2 separate regions of the Mus musculus genome follow, and region 2 is linked to region 1. Evidence: chromatin contacts called from public promoter capture Hi-C data. All regions are on one chromosome and are shown on one strand. The core of a region is the stretch at or near the end of the contact, and the rest is flanking DNA. Distances in the headings are between cores, read along the strand shown. Region 1 holds the start of Tm7sf2 (transmembrane 7 superfamily member 2). Region 2 holds the start of Snx32 (sorting nexin 32).

Region 1 (4,935 bases), core at 861-3,360:
CCGCCTGCCCTGCTCCTGCTGCTCTCTCGCCTCTGCCTGGATTATGAGACAGCCACCATCTCCTACATCCTCACACTCACTGATGAACAGTTTCTGGTGCAGGTGAAGTGGCTCAGGAGAGGGGAAAGGGCATGATGCTGTCAACACAGGAACCAGACTGGTGGTCTGCACTCATCTCAGCCTCAGTTTCCCAAGATTTGCTCACCTCCTCATTGGTGGTGGTTTCTGGTCTGTCTCTAATACCTGCAACCTTTGTCCTCTGCTTTTGTGACTTAGGACCAGTCTCCCGTTACACCCGTGAGCACACTGTGTGCAGAGGCCAGAGAGACAGCACGGCGGCTGCTGACTCACTATGTGAAGGTGCAAGGCCTGGTCATATCCCAGATGCTACGTAAGAGTGTGGAGACCCGGGACTGGCTCAGTACTCTGGAGCCTAGGAACGTGCGTGCTGTCATGAAGCGTGTGGTGGAGGACACTACAGCTATTGATGTCCAGGTGCTGCCACAGGCCGGCTGCTGGAACCCCAATGCATGCTGGATTCCAAGGACCAAGACAAAAGGGGTCTGGCTGTACCCATGTCGTGCCACTAGAAGCCTCATTTCATACCTGTGGGATGTGCAGGCCCAAAGTCACCCAAAAAGCTGAAGCAGGGATGAGCTAAAAACTGGGTTTCAGACTAGGTTTTCCCTGCCTTGCTCCCACTCCCCTGATTGTGTAGGTGGTGACCATACCTAGGATTCTTCAACCAGCAGAGAGGGGAGGTTTTGTCAGTAACCATGCTCTGACCTTGCAGCGCATCTTTTCTCCCCCAGGTGGGGCTCCTGTATGAAGAGGGTGTCCGGAAGGCCCAGAGCAGTGACTCAAGCAAAAGGACTTTCTCTGTGTACAGCAGCTCCCGGCAGCAGGGCCGCTATGCACCCAGCTACACACCCAGGTCAGGCTGCTAGGAGCCTCCCTGAGAGACAGAAGAGGGAGGCTGGGCAGAGTGGCCTCTCACTCTTTCTTTCCCCCTTCCAGTGCTCCCATGGACACAAACCTCCTGAGCAATATTCAGAAGCTGTTCTCTGAACGGATCGATGTGTTCAGCCCCGTGGAATTCAACAAGGTCTGAAGTACCTTCTCCTCTACATCCCAGGGGAAGGGTGGCTCCCACACTAACCCAGAGAGCCCTAGGACCACATCTGAGCAGAATTAAAGATCACTTTACGTAATCTCTGTCTCTAGGTCCAGAGCAAAACCACCTTGTCCACACTTTACTCTCCAAACTAGTCTTTAGTCATCGGGGGTTCCCACTCATATCTTGATCTCTGCCCCTCCGAAGCCCAAGCTCAGCAATATCTTTCCTCCATTTTACTTTGTAGTCAGTGGTGACTGCTGCCCATCGTATTCATGAGGCCCCATCTCTGATCTGACCACCGGGGTTTACCTGCCCTCGCCTTTATGGTGGCAACATTGCATTGTTCCCTTCTTAGCTGAGCCCTAGAAATTTCTGTCTTTATCTCCCTTGCCTCTGCTCAGAATTTGGATGTATCCTCCTCCCCAAAAGACGGCAATCCTGAGCTGCATCCCTGTGTCCACCTGCAGGTGTCGGTGCTGACTGGCATCATTAAGATCAGCTTGAAGACACTACTGGAGTGTGTGCGCCTACGCACCTTTGGGCGCTTTGGGCTGCAGCAGGTGCAGGTGGACTGCCACTTCCTGCAGCTTTACTTGTGGCGCTTTGTGGCTGATGAGGAGCTAGTGCACCTGCTGCTGGACGAAGTAGTAGCCTCAGCTGCTCTGCGCTGTCCCGACCCAGTGCCCATGGAACCTAGTGTTGTCGAGGTCATCTGCGAGCGCGGCTAGAATCTGCCAACGAGTCGCGTAGTAGCCCTATCGCCCTGTCCTCCCTGTGCCCTGTTCTCATCCTAGAGGCCCTTCCCCGCTGGCGGGTTCATGGATCCTTCTAATAAACTTATGTGTCCTCCTCCTTCCTCTTGCCTGCAGGGGCGGGACCCGCCCGGGTTGGGTTTCAGTGCCGAAGCTTCTGAGGCGCCAGCATGGGGCCCGCCTCCCAGCGCTGATTGGCTACTGTGCTGGGCCCAGGGTGGGCAGAGGGCGCGTCCATTTAAAGATCAATGAACAAGAGCAGCAGCTTTTCCACCTCCGTGTCTGATGCAGAGCCATAACCCGGCATGGGGCGGTTTGTGTTTCCTTGATCGACTTTTGTGAACCATTGTTCCCCGGCAAAGCAGAGATCATGACTTCTCGTGAGGCCTCCCAGGCCCCACTGGAATTCGGGGGGCCGTTGGGTAAATGGGAAGGTTTGGGGTGGAGGCTGACCTGATGCCACTTAACGGGAGCAGGATAGGATACGAGCTCTATAGAAGGCTCGGAGCAGAAGGATCCGGTGCGCGGGTGTCGGGGTGTCTGCAGAAGAGGAGGGAGTGCTGACAGCAGCACAGCGGGGAGTTTGTGTAATGAAAGACAGTTGGGAGAGCAGGATGGTCTTTGGGAATGCCAGAGGGCAGAGGAACAAGATGAAAATTAAGATAGGAGTATGGCGCTGGGAAACTGCTAAGCAGGCAGGTGACTCAAGGCGCCCGAGGACTTGAGAGAGCTCTTGGGAGCAGTCACGCTACACAGTGGCCCTCTTTCCAGGCGTCGCGGCTTTACTGATCCTGCTGCCTGCCACCATGTTCCACCTGCTCCTGGCGGCTCGCTCGGGCCCGGCGCGCCTCCTGGCCCTACCGGCCTATCTGCCTGGGCTGGAGGAGCTGTGGAGCCCATGGGCTCTGCTGCTATTGTTCATCTGGCTCGGCCTGCAGGTGGCGCTCTATTTGCTGCCTGCACGCAAGGTGTGTGATCTGTTTTAACACACCAGGGAGGAGGGTGCAGGGAGGGCTGGAGCCTGGGAAGTCATCCCCAGCTCTTATAAAACCTGCCCTGTACCCGCAGGTGGCCGAAGGCCTGGAACTGAAGGACAAGAGTCGCCTGCGCTACCCTATTAATGGTGACTGGGGTTCCCCCCCCTCCCTGAATCGCAGTTAACATGGGTTGGGGTGGGTTCCAAGGGTGGTGGGAGGTTTATGGACCAGCTCTGATGACATGTTTGTGCCCTTATGGGAACCTCGCCGTGCATCTACCTCTTTTGCTACTACTCAGCTCCAGGCCAATGGCCAATGTTCTCCCAGAACTGCGTGTGTGTGTGTGTGTGTGTGTGTGTGTGTGTGTTGGCTTTGGAAGTATGCAAGCCACCCCAGGGCTCACTCTGTGCTGTGGTTCAGGCTTCCAGGCTCTGGTGCTAACAGCCCTGTTGATGGGGCTGGGGGTGTCAGTGGGGCTGCCCCTGGGGGCACTCCCTGGAATGCTCCTGCCCTTGGCCTTTGCGACCACTCTCACCAGCTTTATCTTCAGCCTCCTCCTCTATGCGAAGGCTTTGGTAGCTCCTGCCTCAGCCCTGGCTCCTGGGGGAAACTCAGGTGAGAAGGGTCCCAGTGAGGTAGGGATGAGGTAGGTGGGATGCATGCATACCTGGTGTGCCTTCACCTTCTGTTGTTCCCCAGGAAATTCCATGTATGACTTCTTTCTTGGACGGGAGCTGAACCCTCGCCTCGGTTCCTTTGACTTCAAATATTTCTGTGAGCTGAGACCTGGCCTCATTGGCTGGGTATGCTGACATGCTGGACTTAATTCTGCTGGACTTGGGCCAGGAGAAGAGCAGAGTGGGCTAGCATTGCTGGGTGGGCAGCAATCATTCATTCATTCATTTGCCAATATGTTGCTGTGTTATGAACCTATGGTTTTGCTTTAATAGAACAAGAGGGTTTTTAATATAAAATCTTGAGAGAGAGAGAGAGAGAGCGCGCGCATTTGGCTTATGTACATAAAGCCCTAGATTCCAACCCTAGCACCACAAAACTAAATCTATACCACAGTGATGACAGGCTGTATGGGGGAGCAAAGCAGGCAGCGAGCTGGGAAAGCAGGTGCAGCTTCGGATGTAGCGGCCAAATATAAAATCAACTTCAAAGACAGCTAAGGAGAAGCTTGAAGGACCAGGCAACTGCCTCCAGGGATTGTCAGATTTAACACCTTGTTTGTCATTGGTGGCCTTGACAACAGGCCAGCTGTTCTTGTGTTAAGATCACATGTACATGGGGTACATGGGTGGTGGCCAAGAGCTCCAAAGGGGCTCAGGCAAGGTCCTGCCTTCACTGTAGAGGCAGGAGTGCCCATGTCCACTGAATCTGAGTTTGGATTTGGTTTAGTTTTGAAACAGGTCTCACTCGGATAGTCCAGACTAGTCTCAAAATCAAGGTTCCTTCTACTTCCCTCAGCTAATCAAGTAACTAGGATTACAGTTACTACAATCCCACCAGGCCTAGTCCCAACATTAATCGGAGACTGGCCTGTCAACATATATGCCAGAATATAAGGTTATTTTCTCACTCATAAAACAGGATTGAATGAAATTTTCTTCTACAATTTCCTGTGAGGGCTGGGTGTAGTAGGGCATGCCTTTGATCCCAGCACTCCAGAGGCAATAGCAGGCAGATCTCTGTGAGTTCAAGGCCAGCCTGGTCTATATGGTTCCAAATCAACCAAAGCTACTTAGTGAAACTCTCTCTCTCTCTCTCTCTCTCTCTCTCTCTCACTCTCTCTCTCAAGAAAATACCACATCAGTATTACTGAAGAAACTACACTATTCAGGCCACTGGAGCTACTAGAAAGAGAGTCTAAAGCCAGGCAGTGGTGGTGCACACCCTTAATCCAGCACTTTGGCAGAGACAGGTGGATCTCTGAGTTCGAAGCTAGCCTGGTCTACAGAAAAAGTTTCAGGACAGCGAGGGATACACAAAGAAACCCTGACTTATTTATATTTTTTAAAGATGTATTTGATTTATATGAGTACACTGTAGCTGTTTCCAGACACACCAGAAGAGGGCATCAGAT
Region 2 (4,361 bases), core at 650-3,149, 560 kb after region 1:
TTTCTCCAAGTGTGTCTTGCTCTTCCTTAGGGACAGATGCATCAGCAATCTCTCTCATTCCATCCAAGACATGACTATCAGTTTCTGCCCCTGTCTTGGCTCCTCCGTGGCCATCCATCCCTTCTACACTTTCAGAAGGAATTTCCTGACTCAGATTTTCCATCTCACCTTCACCACCAGTAACACTGACCACTCTTTCAATAGTCTCTTCCGAGGCACTTCCTGTTCTCGAGTGCTCTTTCAGTTGCACCTCAGCCGACTCCAACTCCTCAATATTTGACTCCAGTAGATCTTCAGTGGATCTTGAATTTTTATCACCAGTTCTCAGCTTCTCTCCACTGGATCTAAATTTCTCTCTACTCAACTTTGCCTTCTCTCTGATGGACCCCCGCCTCTCTCCACTGTCTGACACCTTCTCTCTGATGGACCCCCGCCTCTCTCCACTGTCTGACACCTTCTCTCTGATGGACCCCCGCCTCTCTCTAGTGTCTGAAATCTTCTCTCTGATGGATCCTCGCCTCTCTCCACTGTCTGACATCTTCTCTCTGATGGATCCTCGCCTCTCTCCACTGTCTGACATCTTCTCTCTGATGGATCCCCGCCTCTCTCCACTGTCTGATACCTTCTCTCTGATGGACCCCCGCCTCTGTCTACTCTCTGTCGCCTTCTCTCTAATGGATCCCCGCTTCTCTTCACTGTCCGTCTTCTCTCTGATAGACCCCCGCCTCTCTCTACTGTCCATTTTCTCTACAACAGACCCCCGCCTCTCTCTACTGTCCATTTTCTCTACAACAGACCCCCGCCTCTCTCTACTGTCCATTTTCTCTACAACAGACCCCCGCCTCTCCCTACTGTCCATTTTTTCAGCAGAAGACCTCCGCTTCTCTCCCCTGCCTACCACCTTGTCTCCAATGGGTACCCGTTTTTTCAAGTTCTCTCCACTAGACTCCAGTTCCTCATTCGGCCTCAGCTGATCCCCTCTGGACCTCAAGTCCCCTCCAGTGGTCCTCAACCTGTCCCTAGATTTCAAGTTTTCCCCACGCTCTGCAGTCATCTCTGCACTCGTAGTTACACCAGCTTTGAGTCTATCCTCCAACTCTCTCCAAATCTCTGGGCTGTCATACTCCAAACTTGCTCGAGCCTGCACCGCCCTTCTTACACTGCTCAGGAGCTTCGCGACCACTGCCTCCTGTTGCAGGCCCGATTTCTCTCTTGAGAACTTCTTCCCGGTGCCCTCCAGCTTCCAGTCCTCAGATTCCAACTTTGGGTTAGACTTTTGCACGTTTCTGTCCAAGAGTTCCACTCTCTTCCCAATCACGATGAGTCCATTCCAGGGTACCCACACCTTCTCTTTCTCTCTCACTTGCGCCTTCTTGCAGTGTGACTTCGGTGGCGATTTCCTTTGGTCCCCCCGAAGAATATGGGCGCGGGGTATCCGGGCCTTATTGCGTCCCCGCGGCTCCTTAAGCTGCTTACTCCGTACTTTCTGGCCCGGGTGTGAAAACTGGAACGGAAGCGCTTTCTCCACAGACATTGCAGCCTGCCCTCGTCCCTAGACCCCCTGACCCACTCGAGTTCCCCATTCCTCCCTACCCAAACCTCCCTCCCAACCCTCGCCCCCCCTCCGGACTCCCCGCCCCGCCCACCGCCTGGTGGCGCCAAGCTGCCCTAGTGCGCATGTGCGCCTCTGCTCGTGCCCGTTAGAAGAAGGCGGGTCCCGGAACGGCCGGATTCGTAGGGGTCCACCTGCGGGACTGACACGTGACCTCTACCCTCAGGCCCTGGCCTATCCTGGTCCGGCTTTCTGGTGCCGCTTAAATGCCCACGTAAGATTGATAGGCCTCAAAGCCAATAGAGGCTCATGTGGTAAAACTGCTGTCTAATCAGAAGGAGCAGCTGTGGGCAATGGGACCCACCCAGGGAGGCCGCAGCTAGTGTCAATGTCAGCTGATAGCATCCCTACAAGGTTCCCTCACCCAAGCTCTTGGAACGCGCAGGCCGTGGCTTGTCGTAGGATTCCTGTATATCCCAGCTAAGGAGCACCATGGAGGAGCAACATCAGGAAGCTGGAAATGAGAGTAAGGTAAAGGAAGGAAATAAAACGTCTTCCTACTCCACCTCACTTCATCATACCATACCAAGCAGGGAGAGAGATCTGAGCACGGGAATGCGGCGCTTCTAAGGCCCCTGCATAGGGCCAGGTTGAGGATGCAAAGATAATCAGGATTTTTGTCCCAGCCTGCATAGATGGAATCCCGCCTCTGCCCCCTCCCCCAAATCAACTCAGTACTGTCGTGATGGGGGAGAACAAGGCAGTCTGCAAGCGACTGAGAAGGGTGAGAGAGTCCTGTTGAGTTTACAGGCTCACCTGTGTATTCGTGCCTATATATTTGTAAGACCATCCATCCATTCTTCGTTTATTCCTCTCAGCCTCAGTCAGCAGTTATTGGGGAGCTTCATTGTTTTGGATTGCATCAACTCTCACTTGAGGTAGGAGTGTAGTGAGCTGGGACAGAGATAGGGGATGGAGCTGCTGTGCTGTGTTCTGAAAGTCACATCTCTGTCAAGCAGAGTGGGTGAGAGTAGAGATAGACATCAAGAAGAAAACCAAGGACAAGGGGTCCTGCTGCAGCAAAGAGCTAGTCTGCCTGTGTTTGAAGGGGGGGAGTGAGGGCAGAAAGCCTGCCTTGGTAGTGTCACACAATCCAAGAAGTGGCATTTGGGATTCAAATGGAATTTGGAGGGCTGGCCATGGCTTTCTGTTTATACATGTTCATATAGAAATGTATATAAATAGCCAGGCATGGTGAGACACACCTTTAATCCTGGAATTTCAGCGGTAGAAGCAGAGGCAGAAACAGGAAGACCTTTATGAGTTCAAGGCCAGCTTGGTCTACATAGAGTGTTATAGGCAAGCCAGGGCTATATAGTGAGATCCTGTCTCAATAGTAAAAGGATGTATATATGTACATATGCCGTGTGTGTGTGTGTGTGTGTGTGTGTGTGTGTGTATGCTTAGAACATGTTTATAAAGTGATTAGAAGCCAGATATAATCCCAGCACTTATGAGGGTGGGGCAGGAGGATAACCACGAGTTTAAGGCCTGCTGGAACTACAGTGTGAGAGTTTGTCATAAATACATAAATTTATTTTTTAAAAGATTTATTTATTTTATGTTTATAAGTATACTGTAGCTGTACTTGTGGTTGTGAGGCATCATGTGGTTTCTGGGAATTGAACTCAGGACTTCTGCTCACTCTGGCCCCGCTTGCTCCGGCCTCACTCGCTCTGATCCAAAGATTTATTTATTATTATATGTAAGTGCACTGTAGCTGTCTTCAGACACACCTGAAGAGGGCATCAGTTCTCATTATGGATGGTTGTGAGCCACCATGGCGTTGCTGGGATTTGAACTCAGGACCTCTGGAAGAGCAGTCAGTGCTCTTAACCTCTGAGCCATCTCTCCAGCCCCATAAATTTATTTATTAGAACAATGCCTAATATATTATAAGGCCAAATATAAATATTACCTACTGGTATTGTTGTGGGTGCTATTCCTGAGTGGGTACTGAGAATGCGTTCTGAAAGTTGAATTATTAAACTGATGAATGTGCCCAGATTTGTACAGGCAATATTTTCTGAAAATTCTTTTTAATATTCATTCTCTAGATTAAATACTGCCTTCACAAAAGATCTTTCAATTTCAAAGGCAAAGCTGGAGAGATTGCCCAGTCCTTAGGTGCTCTTGCGACTCTTGTAAAGGACCTGAGTTTGGTTCTCAGCACCCAAATTAGGAATCTCTGAACTGCCTGTAGCTCCAGCTACTGGGGCTCTGATGCCAGGGCTATACAGAGAAATCCTGTCTCAGAAAAGAAGGAGTGGGGGGGGGGGGAGAGGAGGAGGAGGAGATGGTAATCCCCTGATCTGACTGTTTCTATTATATGCATATTCCAAATTATCATCACTGTACCTAAAAATATGTACAAATGTGTCAACTCAAAGAAACTAGAAAAGATATTTCTGGCCAGTGAGATGGCTCTTTGGGTCAAGGCCTTGCCACCAAGCCTGACAACCTAAGTTTGATCCCAAGACCAACATGATAGAAGGAGAGACTCCTACCAGTTGTCCTCTGGTCTCCATATACTACCATGACACACTTGTGCCCGCACACATATGCACACAAACAAAAACAATAAAAAAAAAGAGAGATCTTGCCTTGCCTGCCTCAAGGTATTTAGCTCGGGCACATCTACATTTAGAGATAACTTGGAGAGGTTTCCCACCGCACATTCAGTTCCTATAAGCAAGTCAGCAAATGCTTGCTTCATACTTGATAAAGTTACAGTTGTTTCACGGCATTG

The links. Capture Hi-C pulls out chosen DNA fragments and counts their contacts.
Region 2: a contact with region 1 is called in a promoter capture Hi-C map of adipose tissue, with 2.3 times the contacts expected there. A contact is called at or near these places in 3 of 39 promoter capture datasets (the C10 cell line, the SN4741 cell line and liver), 4 of 130 datasets of targeted methods (bone marrow-derived macrophages, memory CD8 T cells and pancreatic cancer cells) and 1 of 9 other capture datasets (adipose tissue).

The regions. Positions count from the first base shown.
Region 1 is chr19:6,065,025-6,069,959 of GRCm38.p6, reverse strand. It overlaps Tm7sf2 (transmembrane 7 superfamily member 2), which reads left to right and starts at 2,110. Exons shown (of 10, transcript NM_028454.2): 1 at 2,110-2,291; 2 at 2,641-2,837; 3 at 2,938-2,992; 4 at 3,267-3,461; 5 at 3,546-3,649. The coding sequence starts at 2,240. It overlaps Vps51 (VPS51 GARP complex subunit), which reads left to right. Exons shown (of 10, transcript NM_001081041.1): 6 at 1-102; 7 at 277-495; 8 at 813-934; 9 at 1,018-1,105; 10 at 1,585-2,118. The coding sequence ends at 1,845.
Region 2 is chr19:5,508,055-5,512,415 of GRCm38.p6, reverse strand. It overlaps Snx32 (sorting nexin 32), which reads left to right and starts at 1,899. Exons shown (of 13, transcript NM_001024560.3): 1 at 1,899-2,083. The coding sequence starts at 2,045. It also overlaps the pseudogene Gm31166.